Linked DNA regions of Mus musculus: region 2 is linked to region 1. A link is a contact called in public HiChIP or PLAC-seq data. All regions are on one chromosome and are shown on one strand. The core of a region is the stretch at or near the end of the contact, and the rest is flanking DNA. Distances in the headings are between cores, read along the strand shown.

The links. HiChIP or PLAC-seq counts read pairs in DNA pulled down with a chosen protein or histone mark.
Region 2: a contact with region 1 is called in an H3K27ac HiChIP or PLAC-seq map of microglia, with 5 times the contacts expected there. The contact joins the enhancer-like site here to the promoter of Urad in region 1. A contact is called at or near these places in 1 of 39 promoter capture datasets (pre-B cells), 2 of 15 datasets of contacts at CTCF or cohesin (large pre-B cells and pro-B cells), 18 of 484 Hi-C or Micro-C datasets (B cells, the Ba/F3 cell line, CD4 T cells and 9 more), 5 of 115 datasets of contacts at active chromatin or transcription factors (T-cell acute lymphoblastic leukemia, acute myeloid leukemia, bone marrow-derived dendritic cells and 2 more) and 3 of 9 other capture datasets (adipose tissue, liver and pancreatic islet).

What each region holds. Positions count from the first base shown.
Region 1 is chr5:147,319,578-147,324,367 of GRCm38.p6, reverse strand. It overlaps Urad (ureidoimidazoline (2-oxo-4-hydroxy-4-carboxy-5) decarboxylase), which reads left to right and starts at 1,928. Exons shown (of 2, transcript NM_001039678.2): 1 at 1,928-2,211. The coding sequence starts at 2,037.
Region 2 is chr5:147,540,196-147,544,985 of GRCm38.p6, reverse strand. Pan3 (PAN3 poly(A) specific ribonuclease subunit) reads right to left here. Exons shown (of 19, transcript NM_028291.5): 17 at 1,778-1,916. Among named protein-coding and RNA genes, the nearest start is that of Pan3, 110 kb to the right of the region's middle. Within about 2 kb of position 2,500, at least 35 of the 459 cell types and tissues checked have an H3K27ac peak or open chromatin away from gene starts, as enhancers often do. A contact at or near this core is called in acute myeloid leukemia, liver and microglia, where this site is marked.

The DNA.
Region 1 (4,790 bases), core at 679-3,178:
CCCAACTGGTAAGTCTACAATGCAATCCCTACACTCAAAGCCCAGGGAACATCAGGACTGAGGCTGTGGAAAGATTTTAAGAGTAGGATGTAGGGGTGGGGTTAGAGGAATGGTGAGAGAGGTCATGTGAGGGGAGCCTGTGATTGGGATGTAGAGTGAATAATTAGAACTGTCTGTAACAGACACACATTCAGGCAAGACACCAATGCACATAAAAGAATAAATCATTAAAAAATAATAAATACGCCGGGCGGTGGTGGTGCCCGCCTTTAATCCCAGCACTTGGGAGGCAGAGGCAGGCCGATTTCTGAGTCCGAGGCCAGCCTGGTCTACAAAGTGAATTCCAGGACAGCCAGGGCTATACAGAGAAACCCTGTCTTGAACAACAACAACAACAACAACAACAACAACAACAACAATAACATGGGGGGGGGGGGAGCCAGAGACGACCAGAATGTCTGCTGCTAGATAGTGCCTTTTAGACAGGAATAGGGAAGTCTCACCGGTCTAATCTCACCAACATAGTTGTCCAGACCTGTATAATGACATCACCGGCTGACATGCCAATACGGATGGGGAAAACTTTACAAGGTTTCACCCCCTTTAACATCCTTTAGCCTGTAGGCTAAGGCCACCCCTTCAAGCAGTGCTTTATAGTGATTGTACCAGCAGGGGGCGCCCGAGCACCACAGTTTCCGAAACAGAGTGTCAAACACCAGGTTTGACTTGTTACTGCCCCTTGGTACCTAGAAGGGCAAATATTGGGCGAAAGGAAAACAAGGCGTCTTTGGGGAGAATTTGTCCAGGGTGCAATCGTTTCTGGACTCGCGATAATGAGCGCTTTTCGTGCTTGTTCCTAGTCCCACACTGAGTTCTCCTGAGATCAGAGCCCCTCTCCTTCCCACACACTAGGGCAGGGGCGCCTCTCTTTGTGGCGCATGCCCCTACCCCACCCCCTTGCTGTGGTCTGTGGTCTTTCTAATCTTTTCTAGGCTGTTTCCCCTCCCCGCTCCCCCCTCCATCCCCCACCCCACCCCTACCCCGTGAAGAACACCACCAGTAACAGCCTTAGATAAACTGCTGCTGTGATAAAACACTTACCAAAAACAATCTAGGGAAGGCAAAGGTTTGTTTCAGTTTATAGTTTATAGGCTGTTGTTGAAAGAATCCAAGCCAAGAACTCAAGGTGAGAACCTGGAAGGCAGATTCAACCCTCTCTTCTTGGGCACAAACACACACACACACACACACACACACACACACGCTTGTACACATACAAAATACACCTAATTAAAAAAATATTTTTTTAAACGAGAGAAGATAGCACACTCCACCAGAGGCACCTTACCCTGTTCTGTTTACACTAATTAAGTCTATGTGGTGTTAAGCATTTAGAGTTCAAAGAAAGATTAAAACGCAGTGCCTGTGCTCTAGAGCAACAGCAAGGACAGATGAGGTGCTTGTGAGTTACCGTGTGGGTGCTGGGGACAGAACCAGGGTTGTCCCTGAGGACACTGTCCTGGTAATCCAGGCAGGTCACAGGGCCACCTGTTTGGTCTGCATGTGGTACACAGATTACATGCAGGTAAAAGCATACGTGCACACAGACAAGATGGTAATGGCACCAAGTGTCTGTCTCATTACATACGGCCACCGCCGCCACCTCTTGTTATGGCAATGCCTCGGGTGGAATCATTCTTTCTGCAGAAGTCTCTGCTCTCCTGATCATAGCCTTAAGCGGAGGTGGCGGATAGCTCAGTATTCGGGTGCTCCTCGAGCATGCGTGAGACCCTGGGTTCTGTCTCCAGCACACATATTACCCCTACCACCAACAAAACAGTTAAACCTGTGTTTCTCATCGCAGGACCGTTCTGGATAAGCTCCTCCCAGAGATATTTAAACCAGGGTCAGCTGCCCTTGCACAGGGCCAGCATGTGTGTTCAGCAAACACAACCCATGAGGAGGAATTAGCTCACTCGCTCGATGAGAGCGGACCACAGGCAGGGCAGAACACTGCCTCCAGTCCAGGATCAGCCATGGACATGGTGAAGGTCAATTCCATGGACTTCGGAGAATTTGTGGATGTGTTTGGGAACATTGTTGAGAAATGCCCTCTGATTGCCGCTGCTGTCTGGTCCCAGCGTCCATTCTCTGGCTTGGAAGACTTAGAAAATCACTTTTTTGCCTTTATTGATGCTCTCCCGAGATCAGGTAAGACTTCAGGACCGTGTGCGCGAAGTCATTTTCAATATTGTATATAAAAATATTTTAGATTACTTTAGCCTCCTTACTCAGTTATTTAGCCGGGATTATTAGAAGGATCAGTAGACATCCTTTCAAACGCTAGTCTCTTGAAGGTGGACACAAGAACATGGGGGCGGGATGGGCAAGGTAGCATGGATGGCCGAGGACAGCGGAGGCAGAGGGAGGACAATCTCTGAGGTCGAGACCAGCCTGATCTAGAGCGAGTTCCAGGACGGCCAGGGCTATTGGAGGTCAAGAATGGGAACAGGGCAAAGGCCTTGGTGACTCAGAAGCTGAAGGCCCACTTTGGCAATGCCCTGGATGAAAGAGAGGATAGCGAGGACCTCCCAGGGACCCCAGAGAGGAACGGGAAGCGCTGAGCGATTTTCAAAAAAAAAGGGCCGGTTTGGACCAGACAAGGATGCATTCATTTAGATCCCAAGACTCTTTGCAGAGAGAAGTAAAATGGGAGCAAAGCAATGTTTTCTGGGGAGAGTGGGCCACAGGGTGGGGAGAAGAGGGGGTAGAGGTTTATTCAGGATGGCACAGCGGCCGAAGGTCCAAAGGTACATAGTCCCTGTTCATAGGCTACTATGGGTTCTGAGAATAAACCCGACATGCCCTTGGGGAACAAAGTCAGAGGGTAGGAGTCACCTGCCCTTGAGACTGTTCTTAGTCTTCGGTCAGGAGGGTGGTCTCAGGACAGAGCAGGCACTCGCAGCTGCGTTCAGTATGGCTGTGACACTCTGTGGATTCTCAGACTCCTCTGTATGGCTGCCTATGAGAACTTACAGAGGAAGAGCACAGGTCCAGGTTATAAAATCAAGCTGAGGACTGGAGAGATGGCTCAGCAGTTAGGAGCACTGGCTGCTCTTCCAGTGGACTGGAGATCAATTTTAAGCACACATTCCCCACCCCCCAAAGATGCTCGCAAAGGCGTCTAACTCCAGGATCTGGTGTCCTGCTCTGGCCTCCGTAAACACCAAGGACACATGTGATGTGCAGACATACATGCAAACAAAACACTCAAATATGTGAAATTTAAGTGTGTGTGTGTGTGTGTGTGTGTGTGTGTGTGTGTCTATCTGTCTGTCTATCTGTATGTATGTTTGCAAATCAACTAATCAACTCAGGGTCTTTCTTGCTTATCCTGGGCACTCTACCACTAAGATGTACTCAATCTTTTTCACAATGTTTCTAGAACAGAGAGAGAGAGAAGAGGAGAGGAGAGGAGAGGAGAGGAGAGGAGAGGAGAGGAGAGGAGAGGAGAGGAGAGGAGAGGAGAGGAGAGGAGAGGAGAGGAGAGTCTCAATGTATTTGAAGGGTCATTTAAAAATCCTTAATGGGAAGTGGTGGTGAACACTGAGAAGGCAGAGGCAGGCAGATTTCTGAGTTCAAGAACAGCCTGTTTTACAGACTGAGTTCCAGGACAGCCAGGGCGCTCTCTATACAGAGAAACCGTGTCTTGAAAACAAAAACAAACAAACAAAAATCCAACATGCCTGTGCATGCCAAGTGTACCACATACACGCAGATGCCTACAGAGCCAGAGGAGGGCGGCAGATTCCCCTGAAACTGGAGTTATGGGCAGATGTGAACCATCTGATGTGTGTGCTGGGAGCTGAAGCCAGGCCCTCTGCAAGAACAGCAAGTGTTCATCACCACTGAGCCGTCTCTCCAGCTCGATCCAAAGGCTTTTGAAGAAAGTAAGCACACTAGGCTTTTCTAGATTATCTAAAACAAAATCTAGAAAGATGCGCGTGTGCATGCACATGTGGTATGTGTGATGTGTGAATGTATGCGCATGCATAGGGGTGGGGTGCTGATTTCTTCAACTGAGGTTTCCTCTTGACAGATGACTTTGGTTTGTGCCAAATCGACCAAAAGGAACCAGCGTGTGTGCGTGTGCGTGTGCGTGTGTGTGACATGGAACTCTTCCTGGGTAAGGATTTGTTTGGATTATCTAAACAAACAAACAAAGGAGCGAAGAAACTTTCTCGCCGGACAGTGGTGCCTCATATTTTAAATCACAGCACTTGAAAAATAGAGGCGGGTGGATTTCTGTGAGTCTGAGGCCAGCCTTGTCTACAGAGTGTGTTCTAGGACAGCTGGGACTACACAGAGAAACCCTGTCTTGCCAAACAAAATACTTCCTTCCTTTCACAGAACTGAAAATTGAATATTTGGAGGCAAACTGGAGCTGACCTTCCATTTAGGTTAAGCTATGATGTGTAATGGCCAGTAGATGGCAGTACAGGATTAAGATTGGGCTCAAGCCCTCCTTAAAGCTCCAGCCAGTTATTCTCTCTGCTTCAAGCAGAGGCAACAGTCCTGGTAGAGGAAGAAAGGTGGAAACTCAGTACTGATTTGTGTCCAAAGTCAAAGACTGGGTTGGGGAAACAACATACTAAGCTACATCTCCAAACCAACAGCAATAAAACTTCTCTCTCCCTCTCCTCCTTCTCTCCTTCTCCCCCCTCCCTCTCTGCCCCACTCCACCCCCGCCCCCCCTTCTCAATTTCTCTATCTTTCTTTCTGGTTCCCTG
Region 2 (4,790 bases), core at 1,251-3,750, 220 kb before region 1:
CATTAAGGGTGTGCACCACCGTAATCCATCTCTGTAGCTTCCTTTATGGGTTCCAGCTTATGATCTCTGTCTACGTATTCCATTACTGGGGTTTGGTAACAATATTTAGGATATGGTTTTCATTTTTTTTTTAAGCTTCTTCTTTCAGTATCCCACTAATTGATTCATTAAAAAGCTTTACATTTCACTTGAGGCCTAAAACTTTCAAAATATTTTACCAACAATTTCTGTCATCATTTCCATAAAAATGGCCTTTTGCAGATTTTTAGACCTTAATCAATATGGTTAGCTTCCTTTTTACTATACTCATTAAATTTGGGGAATTGGCACTTCAGATTTGAAATAAGATTTACTTTTTTAGGATATGAAATCCAGTCTTCTCAAGACGACTGTCTGTAGCTTACTGTAAGTACCACTGTCAGTATCTACATTTAAAAAAAAACAAAACAAAAGTTTTAATTACTAACTGATACTAACAATACCAAGCTATGAGATCTGTTAGGAATGTTTCCTACTTATGGATCCCCCCACTGTTCTCCCTTTAAGAGAAGTTAGAGAGTTGGGAAAGTAAGGCACACAAGGTGGATGAGAGGCCCACAGCACTGAGCAGCAGAGCCGAGCCTGGGAGTCAGCAGGTCTGCCGTGCACGGTTTACCTGCTCTTCCGCTACTTCAAGGGTAGGCACAGTGTGCTGAGGCAGAAAATATTTCCACAGATCTGAGGGGGAGCAACATAAATACACTCTCCTCCCACATTTTAAAAACAAAAAAGTGTCAGTTTGCAAGCGATTTAAAATATAAGTAAACAAACAAAAAATCAAGTGTGTGGAGCAGGTCCCTGTTTAACCCTGACTTTATACGAAGGCTGTGATTCACTGCAGACCACCCCACCCCATGTGGGTGCATGTGGTGGAGGTCAGAGGACAACCTTGGGTGTCAGCCCTTCCCTTTCCCCTTTGGTCTCTTTTATCATACTTACACATGTATCTACATATATGCAAACATACTGAATGCATGCAATCATACTACTTAATAAAACAAAATGACATGTCTACAAAACAAAGTATAAAAGAAGGACCATGGTCATCTTATGATGCTTTATCACATTAAAAGGTTCGCATATGAAAACTCTACATCAGCAGTTCTCAACCTGTGGGTCAAAACCCCTTTGGGTCACAGATCAGATATCCCTTTGAGTCACTTAAGAATCACATATTAAATATCCTGCATATCAAATATTTACATTACAATTCATAACAGTAGCAACGTTATAGTCCCCACAACACGAGCAACGGCATTAAAGGGTCACAGCATGAGGAGGGTTGAGAACACTGCTGTAGACGCTCCTGCTTTTGCTTCTGAGTGTTGGGATTAAAGGCATGAGCCACCGTGCCCAGACAAAAAATTCCCACTTTAGAAAATGTCCAGCAAACATACATCCTGTCTTCTTCAGGATCCTAGCACTTGTACACAAGATGGCTCTTTAAGCTGTAATAGCTATCCTGTGATCTCAAAAATCTACAAGGCAGGTGAGTTCCCAGTGGCCCAAGTGCTTGCCACCAAGCATGACACACCAGCACAAAGCAGAGGAACTCCAAAGTGTCCTCTGACCTTGTATGTGCACACAGGGCAGGAGCGCGCGCGCGCGCACGCACGCACACGCACGCACACACACACACACACACACACACACACACACACACACACACGTGCACACACACGCACACACACAGACATAGTAAGAACCTATTAAACACGATTCTTTTCCTTACAAGTACCTTGTTAAGACAAGAAATGATGTGACTGAGGTCGATCCAGGGAGCACCTGCTTCTGTCACCTGATGAAAAAGATGATCTCTAAAGAGTTTCAACAGGTATCTGTCTCCAGTCTCTGACCAGGTTGGATCCTTCTGAAACCTGGGGGGTTAACATTTGACCTCAGTAACTCACTCTACATGCCACACAGCCATATTTTTTCAGACGCAAGATTCATCTAATCTTCCCCAGTTAATTAGAAATTGGAAGGGCTCTGAAAAGTGCTTAAAAAATCTCAACCAACCCAAAAGTACACATATCACATATTCTCTTCACAGGAACAGTTGCCCCTTACATGCTATTCAATCTTTATGACTAGTACAAAATAGAAAACTGTCTGTAGACGTCTCTGAGCCAGGGCTGTAAGGTCCTCTCCTCCTTCCGTGTTCCAGGTTACAGAGGCATCAGCTAAGTTTCCACTTTACCAAGGAACACAGAGGAGGAAATGTTTAGAAAGCAAGGTAGCTTTTAGTCTTCTACACTTCACCAGAAGGTGAAGCTGTGAGGAACTGGAGAACCAGAGACCACTGGTAGTTTTAAGTGACCGGAGGAACCTATAGTCTGGTAGGACACACGTCACTCCAGTAACCTGAGAAAGCAGGGATTCTACCCAGCTACACGGTGCTCTGAGAAGAGGGTAGACAGAGCTGAAACATGAGCCTATCCTGGAAAGAGGAAGCTGAGGCTGCTAGTCCCAGAAAAAAAGCATGCTCTGCAATTCGCAAGAACTAGGAAGGGCCACTGTGTCTAGACAGGGTTTGCAGAGGAAGTCAGAGAACCAGCAGCAATGGACTGGGGGAAAGAAGTCACGAGCATTCTAGAAGAAAGCATGAGATCACGCATTCATTTCTAAGTATAAAACAACATTCTTAACCTGAACACAGAGTCATAAAAAAAGGTTTGATCCATTTGATCAAACACACAGACATCTACCGAGGATGAGCCTAAGCACGGTCAGAGACAACTAAGCCCTCAAACAGGCAACCTCCAGCAGGCAAGGGCACCAACCAACAGCACAACAGACAAAATCCCAACTTTTTTTAAATGGTTTTTTTGAGACAGGGTTTTTCTGTGTAGCCCTGGCTATCCTGGAACTCACTCTGTAGACCAGGCTGTCCTCTCAGAAATCCGCCTGCCTCTGCCTCCAAGGTGCTGGGAAAAAATCCCAACTTCCAAGGAAACATTTTCAGTCAGGCCTCTCACGAACAGTACAACACAATCCTTGCAACACTTCTGTTCTCTGAAGACTCCAGTGCTGCTCGATTCTTTGGTGACCAGGTCCCCCTGCAGCACTGTCTGTAGCTCATGGCATCAACAGTCCATGACTAGGTAGCTAAGCTGTCTGCCTCCAGTGTGTTCTTGCACACAGGAGCAATGCCTCCGTCATAGGGTGGCAGAGGGAGAAGCCCAGCAGGCTCGTGTTTCATGTAGGAGCCTGCATAATTCCAAACAGAGCTGAACAAAATGATTTCTAACATTAATACTGTGAGAAGTGGGGCTGGAGAGATGGCTCAGTGGTTAAGAGCACCGACTGCTCTTCTGAAGGTCCTGAGTTCAAGTCCCAGCAACCATATGGTGGCTCAGAACCACCTGTAATGAGATCTGAAGTCCTCTTCTGGTGCATCTGAAGACAGCTACAGTGTACTTAGATATAATAATAAATAAATCTTTAAAAAAAAATACTGTGAGAAGTGATGATGTTTACGTATTTAAAAGGGGGAGATAAACAATATATTTATACTTGTAACTCTGAAAGTAAATATAAAATTTTTATCAATAAATTAGTCAGGGTGAGGACAACTGGAAAGACTGAGAATGTCAGGTATAAAAAGAGTGATGATATTTTTCACTATTCTACAAAACTTTAAAATTTCGTATTAAAAAATGTAAATAAAATTTTATAAGGACAGTTTAGAATTATATAAATATAATATCATATATCAATAATGTATAAAATGAGAAAGTACTTTAGATTTGCAAAGGACTAATGAATTCACCTCACATGAAAGGTGTACATGAGGGTGTGCTCCACTGGCAAGGGATAAATGATAGAAAAAAGAGAGGCAATAGAGCGTGCGCTCCGGAGAGGGAAGGAGCCAAGACCCCGGAATGAGGGAAGGCAGGCATTAATGTGGCAGCCACGAGGCACAAGCAGCCTGGACAAGAACAGAAGGTGAGAAAAGGAACTGTTAGGCTACTATGTCTCAAGGCATCTGTAACTCTGTCAGAAAGTTGACTGCTGTACAATTATCTGCTTAAGTTCACTATATGGAACTATGATCAACTCCAAGACAGCACAACTGAAAATCGAGAGGAGAAGAACTGGAATCAGGCTTTACTTTGGGCACACTGACAACAGCATGCACCTCTTCCCAGCAGTGCCAGCCCTGAGAACAGAGATCTCAGATCTATGCATCAGCAGAGTGAAGGAATGGGTGGGTCACCAGGTGGATCAAATACCAAGAAAAGTCACAGAACAGAAGAGCCACCTTTTTGAAATACAGGCTGAAAGAGGTCTTAAAACTGGCTCAGCACACATCCTCTTATTAGGACGATTATTAGAGATGATCCTGAGGCTCTTCATTTTCAAAACAGCCAAGCAGGGCTGGAGAGATGGCTCAGTGGTTAAGAGGTCCTGGGTTAGAGTTTCAGCATCCATACAGTGACTCAACAATTGTGTGCACTGCAGTTCCAGGGGATCTGAGGTCATATTCTGCCTCCTAAGACACCAGACACACACGCAGTGCACAATACACATACAAGCAAAATACCCATACACACTAAAGATAAGCTGTAAAAGAAAAACCCACAAGCACCTGTCTGTCACCTACCTCTATGAGAAGTGACACAATTCTGATGTGTAACTTACACATTTTAGTCACAACTGCAACTCTGTCCAGCCCGTCTCAACAGTTAACAAAGTACAGACATCAACTCTGCATAAGGTAACTCTAACTTAAAAGGTAAAACTGGGAC